Linked DNA regions of Mus musculus: region 2 is linked to region 1. Evidence: chromatin contacts called from public promoter capture Hi-C data. All regions are on one chromosome and are shown on one strand. The core of a region is the stretch at or near the end of the contact, and the rest is flanking DNA. Distances in the headings are between cores, read along the strand shown. Region 1 holds the start of Plekhg2 (pleckstrin homology domain containing, family G (with RhoGef domain) member 2). Region 2 holds the start of Igflr1 (IGF-like family receptor 1).

Region 1 (7,731 bases), core at 2,849-5,348:
AGAAGGGGCTGCCCCTGGGCACAGGGTTGGGGGCGGTAAAGGGTAGGGGGTAGTGGTTTGGCACATTGGCTCGTGGGAATACCCGGGGGCCAAACAGGGACTCCCTTTGCCTCACCTTGGGTAGTTCATGCAGTACAATGTATAGATGTCAAAATCTTCGCTCTGTGGGGACATGGGAGTCAGCACCACCTAGATCCCCATGGCCCCATGAATCCCGGCCCAGCGTCCGTCCCCCAGCCTCAAGCTGTCCTACTCACTCTTTGCACGAAGCACTCGGCGATGCCCCCTGCACTGCTGCAGCCTTCCAAGTCCTCCAGGAGCTCACTGTGGGCGGGCAAAGGGGAAGGTAAAGGGCTTGCCTGCCCCCCTGTCCCATGACAAGACTCCAGAGGGCAACAGACAGGTAGGAAGGAGCCTCAGATGGCTACCCCAGAAATTCTGCCTCCTCACGGCTTCGTACTATTCAGCCTGATAACCCTGGCATGGCTGGCATGTCGTGACCTAGGGAGTGACACCACAGCCCTGGGAAAGGGGGTGTTGGTAATGCCCAACTAACTTAGGCAGCTTAGAATGTGTTGTAAGCCAGGGAGTGGTGGCACTATCCTGTGATCTCAGCTATTTGGGAGGCAAGGAAGGGGGACAGAGAGTTCAAGATCACTGTGGGCTACTTAGTGAGATTCTGGTCTTAAAGCAGCAGCAGCAGCAGCAGCAGCAGCAGCAGCAGCAACAGCAACAACAACAACAACAACAGAGAAGAGCTGAAGACATAGCTCTGGACGCTGAGGCAGGAGGATCTCAATTTTGAGGCCAGCTTGAACCACACCAGGAGACCCTAGGTGTGGTCGTACATGCCCGTAATTCCAGCACTGGAGAAGTGAGGGCAGGATAATGAGCTCTGTATCTTCATCCACCGAGCAAACTCCAAGCCTTGTTAGGAGAGGCTCTGTTTGTCTCAAATAATAAGACAAATTTAAAAAGCTTCTCTTTTACTGGGTGGTTGGTGGCGCACACCTTTAATCCCAGCATAACAGAAAGCAGAGGCAGGCAGATCTCTTGAGTCTGAGGCCAGCCTGGTGCACAGAGTGAGTTCTAGGGCAGCCAGGGCTACACAGAAAGACCATGTCTTGACAGCTCCATTCCCCCTAAAAGAGCTTCTCTTGGGATTCTGAGATGCTACACTTGGGCCCCAGTGTCTTCTTCACTAGGGCAAACAACCAACTAGGTTTGTCCAGAGCTCAGGGTGTCCTAGGCTCACAGAAGTGCAGTAGTAATTTGGGACTGGACATTCAGACTGGAGGTCTGAGAGCCCAACATGGCATCTGTATGGTTCTATACTTCTTCCCACGCTAGGTCCTCACTGTCCCCATCATGTCACCACACTTCCCATGCCAGCCCACACAAGGCCACTGACTAAGAGGCACTCAGGCTAGTGTTAGGCCACAGCCCCTCCCCTGCCACAGCAGCCAGTCCCCTTGTGGTCCCCTTCCTGTCCCTCACCTGCTAAACTCATAGATGTCCTCGATGTTGGCAAACAGTGTGCCCACCTGCTCCATGTTCAGCCCCAGGGCCCTGCCATCCATCAGAGGGCCTAGGTAGTCCTGTGGGGATGACTGGTTACAGAAGCCGAGGGCCTGGCTTGGGTCCCCACTGTCTTCAGGTACCTGCCCACCTCACCTCCACGATGCTGCGAAGGTCGCGAACATACGCCCGCTCTGTCTCCACAATCTCCCTGGCCACTCGTTCCAGCCTGGAGGGTTTCACCGAACCCTGGATTCCCACAGGCAACAGGTGCAGGCGTATGGGGGGCTCCGGTAGGGGCTCTGGCCTGGAGGCTGAGCAGGCTGGAGATGGGTCCCCCTCGGAGCCCACAGTGCTCAACGAAGTGGAGCTGCCAGAACCCCTTGGAGAAGCCATGGTGGTGGCTGCCTGCGCTGCTGAGGTAGGGAGCAAGTGGTCAGGGCTTCCCAGACACACGGTCTTACGGTCCCCATGGTCACCCACACTCAGGTGACAGTCCCCACAGGTCTCTGCTCCACTCCTCTACTTCTCCAGTCTGATTCAGTACCTATCAATGCTCCTTCCTCTCTGGGACCTAAACCTCCAGTGCTTTTATTCACATCTTCCATCAACCACACCTATCGTTGTGAATCTGCCCAACTGACCTTGTCACTCACATAAGCACAGGCCCTTTATGTTCAAGTCCAAATTCCTCACACGCACGGGGCCCCATCTAATGCAGCCATGGTAGAACCCTTCACCCAGTTCCCTTTCCACCACTCAGCTCTCAACAGCCCCCCACCTCTTCACACTCAACTTTGTCCAGTTACTTAAAGGTGCAGCTGTGAGCCTCTGCACATACTGCTCCCTGCATGCAGAATTCTTCTTTGAGTCCAACTCCTTTCTCCTGAATTCTCAGCTTAGCAGTCTCCTCCGTGGTGACAGGGCTGGGCTATGTTGGCCATGCTCAGCACTAGGCCAGCTATAGAGGGATGCTCATTGTCCTGAAGGAAGGGACAAATGCCCACAGGCTCCACCTGTCTGGGCTGCTCACCTGTTGGAGTGTCACTCACTGCTGCGCAGTCGCAAACTTCACCTTGGTGGCCACACCCGAGCCTAAGGCTGGGTTTGGGCAGGCTCAATCCCCGGGCTCCCTCGGGCATGATTGAGTGGCACAACTCCGACCTACAGAAGAGACCCACTTCTTGGGAACTAGACTTCACCGGTCTCTCGGCCGCTCCTACTCACAGATAGGGTGCTGGAAGCTGATCTAAACTCAAGGAGGGGCCCCAAGAAGATACAAAGTGACAGGAAGAAGGGGCTGAGAATACAAGCCAAAGATGGAAAAAGGTTGAGACAAAGAACGAAGACAGCAAAAGTGCCTGAGTCTGCAAGTCCCATCTGTCTGGGGGCCCCCCTCCCAAGGCTCAGGGATCCTGGGAACTCTCAGGCTCAGGCTGAAGCTGAGGGCGAGGGGCAGGGCTGGGAAAAACCGTGGGCGGGAGAGGCCGCGGGGTCCCAGGGGAGGGCGGAGGCTGGGGGACCGGATGCCAGGGTCCTACAGACTGTTCCTTACCCCGCCCAAGACGGCGTACTGGGGCGCTGGCCCCGAGTCCTCCACCCAGCTCCAGTCGGTCCCTCGGCGCCCCAACCGCGGTCCCCACCGTTGGATTCTCCCCTGTGCAGTTGCAGCCCCCAACTCCAGCCGGCGCCTCCGCTACCCCCCGCCGGCACGCCCCCTCATTGTTCCGCTTCGGCGCCGCCCCCTCCCCCAGCCCCGGGCCCCTCGCTCCCCTCACCTCCCGGGGAGCCACGGGCCTTGGGGTCGGGAGTCCCGCGCGTCTGGACCGTAACGCGCGATCCCTGGGGAGGCTCACAACCCAGACTTAAGGTCGTGAACTTGGGGTTCTCGGACTCCAGAATCCGGGGAGAGTTGGGATCCGGAGTCCGAAGTCTCGGTGTTCTAAATAGAAGATGCTGCAACCCTCTACTCGAGTCTCAGACCAGGGCGCTGGGGACCCAAACTCCTCAGTCTTCTAGGTAGGGCTGTGTGTTGTCGGGAGCACCGGGATTCCAGAGTTTCCAGAACCCGAGGGGCAGGAGTGAAGTCACCTCCGGGAGGGACCGCAAGGACTGGCTAACTCCTCGGTCTCCTGGAGGTGATGGATGCTGCAGCCCTAAGTCGAGGCGCGAGGTCCTGTCCCCAAGTGGCTCCAGGAGGGGGTCTTGGACTCAGAGTTGGGACCCCGTGGGAAGGATGCACGGCCACAGATCCTACGGTCTTCGAAGCCGGGTACGGGACGGGCCTCCAGCCTCGGGGCTGACTTCCCGAGCCCCGGGCTCCTCCAGGAGGGGGCGCTGGACATCAGAGGTCCCGGCCCCTCTGCGGGAGCCGGGACTTGCGGGTCTCTTAAAACGCGGGACAGAGTTCCCGGACGCCTGGGCCCAAGACTATGAACGCCTCGGGCTCCGGGATGAGTGTCCTGGGGCTCTGGGGGCAGCGGCAACGCCGCATCTGGGGCGGGGAGAGTCGGGTCCCAGATGTGGGGCGGGGGGCGGCCGCCCAAGGCTTCTCCTCCCCTTTGCCGCCGCCGCGGCTCACATCCTGTTCCCGCCTGCTGGGGGGAGGGGCCGCCTTCCGGCACGCCCTCCCGTAAAGGCTTTTAAAATCCCCGCCCCCTACTCTGAATAATTGCAAGCAAGCGGTTCCAACGGCGAGTCACCGCCCACATTCCAAGAGCCTAGAGCCGGGAGGACTTTTTACCTTTTACAGCAAGGGCCCAGGAGGCGTGAGAATCTGGAATAGTCTCACACTCTTGTTCTTATTGGTCGATCGGCGGGCTTTATATTTGCATATGCAATGTTGGGCCGAGCCGTTCAACAAAGTCCTGCGACTACAACTGACTGAAGGACTTTGTGGCGCGAGGGTGCGGCCGGAGCTCCAGTGGCGCAATCGGTTAGCGCGCGGTACTTATATGTCAGTGCTAGGCGTAAGCGATGCCGAGGTTGTGAGTTCGATCCTCACCTGGAGCACTTCTTTTTTTAACTCATCTACCTCTTTTCTGGTGTTCTCTCATCAGTTTAGAAGTCTTCACATTTTATAATTTCAATCAAATGTTTTGGCTTGTTTGAGACAGGGTCTCACCATGTAACTCTCTGGCTGGTCTGGAAGTCATTATGTAGACCGGGCTGGCCTCGAACTCACAGAGAGCGCCTGCCACTGCCTCTGCCTCTGCCTCTGCCTCCCTAGTACTGGTATTAAAGACGTGCGTCACTGTACCCGGAAACTACAGAATTTTTGAAGAATGAACATTTCTTTGTGAATTTTTTGCAATGGTCTGTGGAACAGTCCCAAAGTTGCAGTTTCTATTCTGGTCGCCAGAGGGCAATAACGTCTCTTATTAGATGGCCTGGGCGTCAGATAAAATCCAAATCTCAGATCCCAGGGATGGATGGATGCTTACAACACACTCTTTATGGATATTTGTCTTCTACAGGTTTCTGAACAGATTTTTTTTTTTTTTTTTTTTTTTTTTACTGACCACTCACTAGGAACTGTATCCTCTGTCTCTGAGGACTTGACTTTTTACTAAGGAGACTGAGTACTGAAAGTCTACGAATTAAGTACTTTTTTTTAAAATTTGACTTTCCCTATGTTACCCAGACTGGCCTAAACTCCTGGCTCCCTCACCATCTGGGAGTGTAACTGTATCGTTAGATTAGCTACTGATAAGTATGGATAAGTAGGGTGGGATGCAGATTATCATAGCTGTCATGGATGGACTGTTTTTATTTTATGTGTATGGGTGTTTGGCCTGCAAGTGTGTCTGTGTACCATGTTCATGCTTGGTGTCCAAAGAGACTGGAGGAGGGCGGCAGATCCCCTGGAACTGCAGTTTCAGAGGGTTATGGTGCAGGGAATCAAACCAGGTGCTCTGTCAGAGCCGCCAGTGTTCTTAACTGCTGATCCATCTCTCCGGCCCCAGGGGAGATCTTTGAACAGACAGACACCTGGAGGAGGGGAAGGAGCCATGGGAACACCAGAGAGATGTTCCAGATAACACTCTAAGGCTGAAGATGGGTGTGTTCGTGGAGCAGGTGAGAAGAGGTGGGGGTGTGGAGATGCAGGCTGTTGGCTGTGGTGAGGATTTTGACCTTTGTGATTTGCCTCTGGTGTTCTAACAAGCTTCCGGGAGCAACTTACTACACAGGTCCTTTTAGAACTGGATACTAGTAAGGTGGGCTTTCGATGAGAGGGCCCTGGAGGCTGGAGTGAGCTGTAGTCTTGGCTGTGTCTCCGGAGCAGGTCTAAGGGGCTGGTGTCACAGCATTCCTAGTGTCCAAGGAGGCCAGGAGAGGACTCTGGATCCTGTGAAATTGGAGTTGTCACCTGTCATGTGGGTTCTTTGCAAGAGAAGCAAGCCCATTCTCTTAATCTCTCAGCCATCTGTCCAGGACCTGGAGAGGTTATATACTTAGACCAGGATTTTTTTGTTGTTGGTGGTGGGTTTTTTGTTTGTTTGTTTGTTCTTGGTTTTTTGAGACAGGGTTTCTCTGTATAGCCCTGAGCCCTGGCTGTCCTGGAACTCACTCTATAGACCAGGCTGGCCTCGAACTCAGAAATCTGCCTGCCTCTGCCTCCCAAGTGCTGGGATTAAAGGTCACTACTGCCGGGCTAGACCAGGGTTTTGCAGACGCTGAGCAGGCACTCTGTACTTAGCTACACCCCCAGCCCATGGTGAGTGAGTGAGTGAGTGAGTGTGTGTGTGTGTGTGGTGTGTGTGTGTGTGTGTGTGTGTGTGCACGTGGAACATGAGACTTTTTTTTTTTTTTTTAAGTTTTCGAGACAGGGTTTCTCTGTGTAGCCTTGGCAGTCCTGGAACTCAGTCTGGCCTGGAACTCAGAAATTTGCTTGCCTCTGCCTCCCAAGCGCGCCACCACGACCGGCTAACGAGAGACTTTTTTTTTAATTATTCTTTTTTTTCTTTATTTTGTTTATGAGTATACTGTCACTGTCCTCAGACACATCAGATTCCCATTGCTGTGGTTGTGAGCCACCATGTGGTTACTGGGAATTGAACTCGGGACCTCTGGAAGAGCAGTCAGTGCTCTTAACCACTGAGCCATCTCTCCAGCCCCCGAGAGACTTTTTAAAAGGCACCAGTGCCAGGGTAGTAGCTGTGTGCTTCTGTTTTCTAGTGTCCCTCCGTTTCTTCCTCTCAATGTCCAGTGCTTGCTTCTTACCTCTACCTTCCGGGTGCCTCGGGGAATTTTGAGTTTGTTTCCCTCACCCACCCCTGTTCTACATACCAGGGCCCGAGCTCGGTCTCACAAGGGAGGCAGTTTCCTGGGAGAGGAGATCAAAGGTCAGCAGAATGGAGTGAAAGAGAGGCAGGGTGAGAGGAAGAGTGAGGTTAAGAGTATACAGTTAGGAGGGAAGCAAAGGGTCTAGCAGGGAGGGCTACAGTGGGAGCTCATTTCAAAAACAAGCGGAACAAAAGTCTCAGGGGCTAAGAGACAGAGGGGAAACGGGGAGGAGCTACAGCAGTGGGTGGGAGGAGATGGGGAGAAGAAGAAAGAAAAGAGGAGGGCGGAGAGGGAGGAGGCTGCGAGGAGGGGAAGAAGCGGAGGAAAACGAAGAGGGGCGGGGCGCGGGCCCTGACGCGGGCAGCTTCCGGGCGCGGCCCGCCCAGCCTAGGCTGGCTGCCGTCGCGTCCTTTTTCCTTGTATGGTCGGACGACGAGGCTGCCCTACTCCTGCGCCCCGCGAGCCGAACCAGACGAAGTTCCGGAAATGCCCGATCGGGGTCTGCAGATGCTCGAATTCTGGCCAAGACTCTTAAAGTGTCTGGAGACTCCCAAGTTGCCTGGTGCGGGGGGCCGGAGATTCCAAATGGAGCCTAGAATTCTCACACGTCTTTAAAGCCTCTGTCCCAAACCGGGAGGGTTCATATCTATAATCCTAAACATTCATAGGGTTGAGGCTGGAGGATTGCCAGGAGTTGCTCGGGGTTCATAAGGATACCCAGTCTTCCCTTTTTCCCTGCCCTCCCCTACAAACAAACAAAAAGTCCATAAAGGGTGAGAGGGCTCAGCAAGTAAATGCGCTTGCCACGAAGGCATAAGACCTAGTTAGATCCCGGGACCCACTTTGTGGAAGAGACCCGATTCTTGACTAACACTACACATTTACAAGTCAGGCATGGTGATCTGAGCTTGTTATCCCAGCAGGAGG
Region 2 (7,693 bases), core at 1,558-4,057, 2.2 Mb after region 1:
TTGGGACTGTGATTGAGAGACCTCAGTTTCCTCCTTCCTGAAGCCTCCCTTCTCGCGGACTAGAGTCTGCGTTCCCAGTTGTGTTCCCACGAATCCAGGCTCATATGCCCTCTTGCCTTGGGCGCTCTAGTCCTATCCCCTCTATTACCCCCGAAACCTTAGGGGACCGGCCTTACCAAGATAGTACTTCCGGCACAGGTTCAACTTCTCCTCATTGGATACCCGCTCCAAGTTCATAGTTGCGCTGGAGCCCGGTGGTCCTAAGGGTCTGCAGAGCAAGACCCAAATGACAGACGCAAGATCACGAGCAACCACGCCCCTATTACGATAAATTAGAGGAGCGTTGGCTACAGGAAGGGTACCTCGGAACAGGCTCGTGGGACGAGGAAGTTCCCTATCTAGCTAGGGTATACCAGACGACTCTCAACTCACCAGTGCGGTTTATCCCTTCTGCCTGGATTCCTTTGCGGGAGATTTGCGGGAGATGCCGCAGTTTTCAGTGGAGTTTGTTGTCGCTTTTTTTTTTCTTCTCCTGCCCAGCCCCCCTCGCACCCCACCCCCTCCGCTACGTTGTACGCATGCGCTCCCAGAAAAACACGCGCTTGACGGTCGAGGACGGTCCGCTGGCCTCTAACACGCGTGCGCAGTAGTACCACAGGCAGAAACTACACTTCCCAACGCTCCTAAGCAACGGAAGTGACGCAAGGAGCAGGCGCGTTGGAGTGTTCGGGTAAAAATGGCTGAATATTTAGCTTCGATATTCGGGACTGAGAAGGACAAGTGAGAATGGTGAAGGGAGTAGCCTCTCAGGGAGCCGGGGCACTTGGGTCCCTACGGGCTGGACGGACAGTGTTCGTGGGATACCCGGCCTTCCCGGCCTTCGGTTTACCTCTGTCTTTGCACCTCTTCCAGGGTTAACTGCTCTTTTTACTTTAAGATTGGAGCCTGCCGGCACGGGGACCGGTGCTCCCGACTTCACAACAAACCGACTTTCAGCCAGGTGAGACCCAGATTCAAGCCTCCCCGCGCTTCACCTGCTGTCCATCATCTCGGGGTCCCGCCTCTTCCGGATTTCTAAAGCCAATCCTACCCCTCTTTGCTTTCTGACCTGGTCCTCTGGGTAGACAGACCCTTCTTCCCCGGGACTGGACCCCGCCTCCCATGAACACCGGCCACGCCCCCTGGCTGGCTAGGTAGTTTTGGCGTCTCTGACTCTACTGGCTCACATCTCTCTCTCCCCAACTTCATACTCACACTGTATGCAGCCCTGCTTTCTGTCTGAGCTCAGGTCTCTTTTAAATTTTGTTCAGACCATAGTCCTGCTCAACTTGTACCGGAATCCACAGAACACAGCCCAAACTGCAGATGGATCACACTGTGAGTAAAAGGCTAGATAGTTCAGGGACTGGGCAGACAGCCCCAGCAGTTTACGCCCTCATTTCACCCTCCATCCCTCCTCCAGGTCACGTGAGCGACGTGGAGGTGCAAGAACACTATGATAACTTCTTTGAGGTGAGGGTTGCCAGGGTAACTGGGTTTCCTGTGTGCCAGACCTTAGCTGAGCTTCTCCCCATCTTCTGCAGGAGGTATTCACAGAACTGCAGGAGAAGTATGGAGAGATTGAAGAGATGAATGTGTGTGACAACCTCGGGGACCACCTCGTGGGCAATGTCTACGTTAAGGTGCCTGTTGCCCCCTGCTTAGAACCCAGAAGTGGAAACATTTCAGTGCCTATGGCCACCACTGAAACCTCCCAACCTGAGGACTATCGATAAGTTGAGTCCAGCCTCAGAGCTGACTAGTCCCCTGAAGATCTTGAATTCCACAGCCCATGGTCACCCACTTTCCCCTCAGTTCCGGCGGGAGGAGGATGCAGAGCGGGCTGTAGCGGAACTCAATAACCGCTGGTTCAACGGGCAGGCTGTGCATGCCGAGCTGTCTCCTGTCACTGACTTCCGAGAGTCCTGCTGCCGGCAGTATGAGATGGGGTAAGGTAGTGTAAAAGTAGGTTGGGCATCAGAGTCCCAGAAGCTTGAGTGTTTGATAGGGAGTTCTTAGTGATGGTGGCCTTCTCTGTCTTTAGGGAATGCACCCGAGGTGGCTTCTGCAACTTTATGCACCTACGGCCCATATCTCGGAACTTGCGCCGGCAGCTCTATGGGCGAGGACCCAGGCATAGGTACCTCAGACCCAGGGTGCTGTGTTCTCCTGTACCCTAGGATGAACCTGATGCTAACTTGTGGGCTCTTGTGCTTTAAATAGAGTTTTGAGCCTTGCCTGGGTAGAAGTACCTTAGTCTTAGTGTCCCAAACAGTGTAAACCCCATATCCACCCCCAGCTTGGGTACCTGTCCCTGAGTACCAATCCTCAGATGACATTACCAGCCACCTGTCCCTAAGAGACAGGCCTGGAAAAATCTTGACCACTCTTAACTATTCCTACCCATCTCTGTCCACTCCTCTTCCTAATTCTTAGGTCACCTCCAAGGTCCCACACAGGTCACCGTCCCCGAGAAAGGAACCGACGTCGTTCCCCAGACCACCGGCATGGTCGCTTCTGAGACGGGTGCCCTTGCTCTCCACCCAAGGGCATAGATGTTCCTGTCCAGCGTCCCTTTTCAAAGTGCCCTTCACTCTCCAGTCCCAGCATCCCCAGGCTTCGGAGCTTCATAATATAATCTGTTCGACACAGGAACCTCCTCCTCCTGTCCCTCCTCCAATAAAGGTTAAGAAGTTTGTCAATCAAGGTCTGTGGTTTCCTTCCACCCCCACACCTAAGAAAGGGTGTAAGCCAACCACAGTCTCAGCAGAGGAACTTGGAGCCAGCTTGGGGTCTGGGTCTGCACTGGTAAGTCGGGGCTGCTTTAATACCTGTAACCTCAGATTATCCATTCTAGGTGCCTTTTAGGGACAGGTGCCTGTTTGTGACAGGCCAGAGGATTCCAAACAGAGATGGAAGTTAGAAAAGGAGAGGTGCTTAGGTACTGGTGAGAGTTTACAGTAGGTTAGGCCTGGTAATTGAAACCCACCATACCACCCCGAAATGAAGGCACTACATAATTCCTAACACTTATAAAACTTTGAACTAAGTTTACTCTCTGCTAGGTACTGTGGTGTCTGGCTTGTTTGTTTTGTTTCTGAAGCAGAGTTTCACTCGCTCTGGGTGGCCTGGTACTTGTTATGTAGCCCATGTTGGCCTCAGGTTTCCAAGAGATGCTCCTGCCTGTACTTGAAGTGCTGAGATTGAAGTGTACACACTACGCCTATTGTGATCTTTTAAGTAGATTTATTATCTCTCTCTCTCACACACACACACACCGCCTTCACCCAGTGAGACAAGTTCTATTACCCCATCTTAGAGATGAAAATGAGAAGGCAGGTATGTAAGGTTACAAATAATCTGGTGATCCACATCAAGTTCTTTATACGCCTTGTGGGCTTGGAGTTGGGTATGAGACACGCCAGCTCCCAAAGAGGTTCTGGAAGTCTGTGACCCCCACATCCACCGCTTTCTTCTGCCTTGGACTTCCTGGAATGTGCTGCAGAAACAGTGTGGGTGGAAGTGGTCACAGCCCTCAAGCTGCAGGCTCTGCTGAGATGGGGCCCAGCTGGCTTCTCTGGACAGTGGCGGTGGCAGTGCTGCTCCTGACCCGGGCTGCGTCAATGGAAGCCTCTAGCTTCTGTGGCCACCTTGAGTACTGGAACTCTGACAAGAGGTGCTGCAGCCGCTGCCTGCAACGCTTTGGGCCTCCTGCATGTCCTGGTGAGCAGTGACTGGGTGTGCACTAGATGGTGTAGAGAACAGGGACGCTAGCAAGTGGCAAGGTTGTTGCCGGCCTTGCAGTAGGCTTCTTTGGGGAGTAGGTGTGCTGGGTCTTAGGCAGGTAAGGCTGTGGGGGTGGACACAGGTTAAGCTTGTGCAGAAAAGACCAGTTACAATGGGGACACCAAGAGCAAACTTTACCTCTGAGTGGAGGACATGGGGAGAATGGACTTAGGTAGGCTTTATTTATAGTGAGGGCAGGGCTTGGTAGAGTGATGGGGGAAGGGGTAGGGTCCTCATGGGGGTTTGAAAAGGGATGGTCTAGTGGGATTAGTGGGAGAGCCTATGCTCCATTGTCTCCTACTAGATCACGAGTTCACGGAAAACTGCGGGCTCAATGACTTCGGCGATACTGTAGCACATCCTTTCAAAAAGTGTTCCCCTGGGTATTGCAACCCCAATGGCACAGAGCTGTGTAGCCAGTGTAGCAGCGGAGCCGCCGCAGCCCCAGCTCACGTGGAGAGCCCTGGTAGAACCCACAAGCAGTGTAGAAAGGTGCTAGACTCCTGGGGTATGAGTCAGGGCTTGCCTGTGGTTCCATGGGTAAAGCTTGGGTCAGAGGGGGAGCCTCACCCCAAGTGGAGTGCCTGAAAGGGGGGGATGAGGCAGGGAGAGGAGAGGGAGCTCCATTTAGGGACCTAAGGGATGGGAGGCTTGGGCTAAAGGGTCCTCTTGTTTCACTCTCAAACCTCTGTTCCCAGAAGCCCGTCCCTCCCAAGGATGTCTGTCCTCTTAAACCTGAAGACGCAGGTGCCTCTAGCTCACCTGGGAGGTGGAGCCTTGGGCAGACAACCAAGAATGAGGTCTCCAGCCGACCAGGTTTTGTCTCAGCCTCAGTGCTGCCTCTGGCAGTGTTGCCACTGTTGCTGGTGCTGCTTCTGATATTGGCAGTGGTCTTGCTCTCTTTGTTCAAGAGAAAAGTCCGTTCCCGTCCTGGTTCCAGCTCAGCTTTTGGAGATCCCAGCACCTCTCTACATTACTGGCCCTGCCCAGGTACCCTGGAGGTATTGGAAAGTAGAAACAGAGGGAAAGCTAATCTGCTGCAGCTCTCAAGCTGGGGTTAGTATAAGACAGCCCTGCCGGGAGGGAGGGTAGCCTCCAAGCTTCCTCTTCCTACTCTCACCTCCCTGGCCTTGCAGAGCTTCAGGGTCTGGCCTCTCAGCCCCTCTCCCTCCTGCTGGATGAGCTGGAAGTTCTGGAGGAGCTGATTATGCTATTGGACCCTGAGCCTGGGCCGAGCGGGAGCACGGCTTATGGTACCACACGACACCTGGCTGCAAGATACGGGCTGCCTGCCACCTGGTCTACCTTCGCCTACTCACTTCGGCCCAGTCGCTCACCCCTGCGGGCCCTGATTGAGATGGTTGTGGCAAGGGAGCCTTCTGCTACTCTGGGTCAATTCGGCACATATTTGGCTCAGCTAGGTCGCACAGATGCTCTGCAGGTGCTATCTAAACTTGGCTGAGTCAGAGTTTGCTGGGGCTTACTACTCCATCAATAAAGTTTCCCTTGAAGCCAGTATCTGCCTGTCCTCATTAAAGGGGTCTTCTTCATGTACAATCTTTTTTTTTTTTTTTTTTTTTTTTTTAAAGATTTATTTATTATATGTAAGTACACTGTAGCTGTCTTCAGACACACCAGAAGAGGGAGTCAGATCTTGTTACAGATGGTTGTGAGCCACCATGTGGTTGCTGGGATTTGAACTCTGGACCTTCGGAAGAGCAGTCGGGTGCTCTTACCCACTGAGCCATCTCACCAGCCCCCTTCATGTACAATCTTGATCGAGCTTCAAGTCAACAGACATCCTCTCCCATAAAGGGTCCATTCCAGAATAAACAGGACCATGTTACCTGGCCACTCCTGGAATCACTCACCTGTCTGCCCTCAGCTGTCCAGGAAGGTGGAAACTAGCACACTTGCTCTGATGCCTTCACAGACCCTGACTTTTGAGGCTGGATTTCATGTAGCGCAGGCTGGCCTTGAACCCCAGGTGAAACTAAAAATGACTTTGAACTCCTAGGATCTAGAACCTGGATCTTCCTGCCTTTACCTACCAAGTGTGCATCACTTTGTCAGTTTGTGTGCTGTGGATCTAATACATGATATGCAAATATGTCAACAGTCCTGGCCCTGCCCCACCCAATCTGGTTTCATTAGTGCTTCCTTGATTACAGAGGTTATAGAAAGTGGGAGCTTCCTTCCACCTGCCTCCAGCACCATACAGATCAAACAACAAGGGTTGACAACATGGTTCATTGGGCAAAATCACTTAACACACAGCTTGCAGACCTCAATTAGCTTTCTAGAACTGACTCCTGGAATTGCCCCTGCCCTCTATGGGCATGAGACAGCACATGCACAACAGTACGCACATAAACACAACAACCACAGTAATAAGGCACGGAAAGACCACCTCTCCAAACGCTGACAGACTTTATTGTGGGGGGATTCCCACCTGGGACCCCGCCCTCTTAAATAAAAAAGTGCATAGAAAAGAAGGGATTTAGAAACCTTTGTACAATATCTACATCCTGGGTCCCCAGGGAAGGAGGAAGGAGGCAATGGCTGGGTAGGCAGGAGGGGTGAAGGCAGACTCCTGCCCCACTACATGCCCACATTCACCATGGACAGGAAGGTAGGAGTGAGATACTGAGACTAGGGAGCCACAGGCCAGGGTGAGATGGCAGCGGGCACGTGAGGAATCCGGGCAGCCATGGCCTCAGTTAAGAAAGCGACGGCAGCGCTTGGCGCCACAGTTGCAGGGCAGCTTGTTGCTGGCATCCTCGATAGGAAACTTGTAGTCATAGGTGAGCTCCTCACCTCGCAGGATGCGGCGCAAGGCAAAGATGACAATGTGTTTCTGGCCTTCCACATGGATGACACGAGAGAAGCAGTTGGGCTCACATGAGTGGTTGATGAATCGGGCAGCATTGCCGTGCATGGTGGCGTCCACCACATCAAAGTCATCCATGCGGAACATGTAGCACCCAATACCCTACAGCACGGGACGAAGGAATTAGTTCTCTGTCAAGGTCAGCCCACATCCACTCACCTCAAACCTTCACGCCACTTACCTTCCCATCATAGAACTTCTCTCGCTTGTCAGTCAGCACAGAGCGAATGACAATGCCAGAGTACTCAATGACCATCTCTCCCGCATCGATGTTGCGTTTACAAAACAGACCTCGTCCATGGATAGCTGATCTGCGGGACAGAACAAACCACAGTGAACTCGGGGATGGGGGACAGACACCAGTCAGCTCCTCGTCATGGCTCCTATCTGTCCACCCAAGGGGCACCCCACAACCCCACTAACCTGTAGACTCCCACAGCCTCTTTGGATGTCTTTTTGAGATGACGAAAGCGCATGGCCATAGGAAGCTCCAGGCTGGTGGCACGTCTGGTATGGGACAAAATACCACATAAGTTGGTATCCAGTCAACTCCCCTTTAGGACCCTTTCTGACCAGGTCCAGGACCCTAACTTATCTGCACACCTGGTGGACCGAAGCTGCACCTCATCCTCTTCTTCATCACAGGTGGCTCCCTCGGGGAGCACACGGTGCTGGGAGGCCAGGAAGTTGAACATGTCAAAGGTACACTTCCTGCAAGTGGAGCGGGAAAAAAAAGTAGGAGGGTCACAGCCATTCCTTCAAAGAGATGCTGCCTAGCTATTCTTTCATCTGGTCCAGTATCACCAGGGACTATAGGGCTGAAGATAACTAAACAGGAGATGGGTGGGGTCCACTCTTCTGGCGTGAAGTCTACAAATGACTTTTGTGGTAGCCTAGTGTCTCAGTTTCAATCTTTCTAGACTTAATTCCCACCTGGGTGCTCCCCAAACACTGACCGGAGATAGACCTCAGCACGAG

The links. Promoter capture Hi-C pulls out the DNA fragments that hold promoters and counts their contacts.
Region 2: a promoter capture Hi-C map of second pharyngeal arch cranial neural crest shows a contact between it and region 1. The contact joins the promoter of Igflr1 here to the promoter of Plekhg2 in region 1. A contact is called at or near these places in 3 of 39 promoter capture datasets (cranial neural crest, liver and second pharyngeal arch cranial neural crest), 2 of 484 Hi-C or Micro-C datasets (cardiomyocytes and uterus), 5 of 115 datasets of contacts at active chromatin or transcription factors (bone marrow-derived dendritic cells, cardiomyocytes, regulatory T cell precursor and 2 more) and 2 of 9 other capture datasets (adipose tissue and liver).

Annotation. Positions count from the first base shown.
Region 1 is chr7:28,368,564-28,376,294 of GRCm38.p6, forward strand. Plekhg2 (pleckstrin homology domain containing, family G (with RhoGef domain) member 2) reads right to left here and starts at 4,099. Exons shown (of 19, transcript NM_138752.2): 1 at 3,297-4,099; 2 at 2,552-2,682; 3 at 1,675-1,934; 4 at 1,498-1,598; 5 at 258-324; 6 at 116-162. The coding sequence starts at 2,660. It overlaps n-TIaat16 (a tRNA gene), which reads left to right and starts at 4,436; the gene lies at 4,436-4,530.
Region 2 is chr7:30,562,620-30,570,312 of GRCm38.p6, forward strand. Igflr1 (IGF-like family receptor 1) reads left to right here and starts at 2,808. Exons shown (of 5, transcript NM_145580.2): 1 at 2,808-2,847; 2 at 3,545-3,762; 3 at 4,130-4,317; 4 at 4,524-4,881; 5 at 4,962-5,343. The coding sequence starts at 3,597. The coding sequence ends at 5,287. U2af1l4 (U2 small nuclear RNA auxiliary factor 1-like 4) reads left to right here and starts at 721. Exons shown (of 8, transcript NM_170760.3): 1 at 721-780; 2 at 913-1,000; 3 at 1,311-1,377; 4 at 1,463-1,512; 5 at 1,584-1,682; 6 at 1,855-1,988; 7 at 2,084-2,179; 8 at 2,476-2,745. The coding sequence starts at 737. The coding sequence ends at 2,560. It overlaps Psenen (presenilin enhancer gamma secretase subunit), which reads right to left and starts at 585. Exons shown (of 4, transcript NM_025498.3): 1 at 433-585; 2 at 177-319. The coding sequence starts at 237. Kmt2b (lysine (K)-specific methyltransferase 2B) reads right to left here. Exons shown (of 37, transcript NM_029274.2): 33 at 7,672-7,693; 34 at 7,319-7,426; 35 at 7,139-7,222; 36 at 6,897-7,026; 37 at 6,236-6,817. The coding sequence ends at 6,542.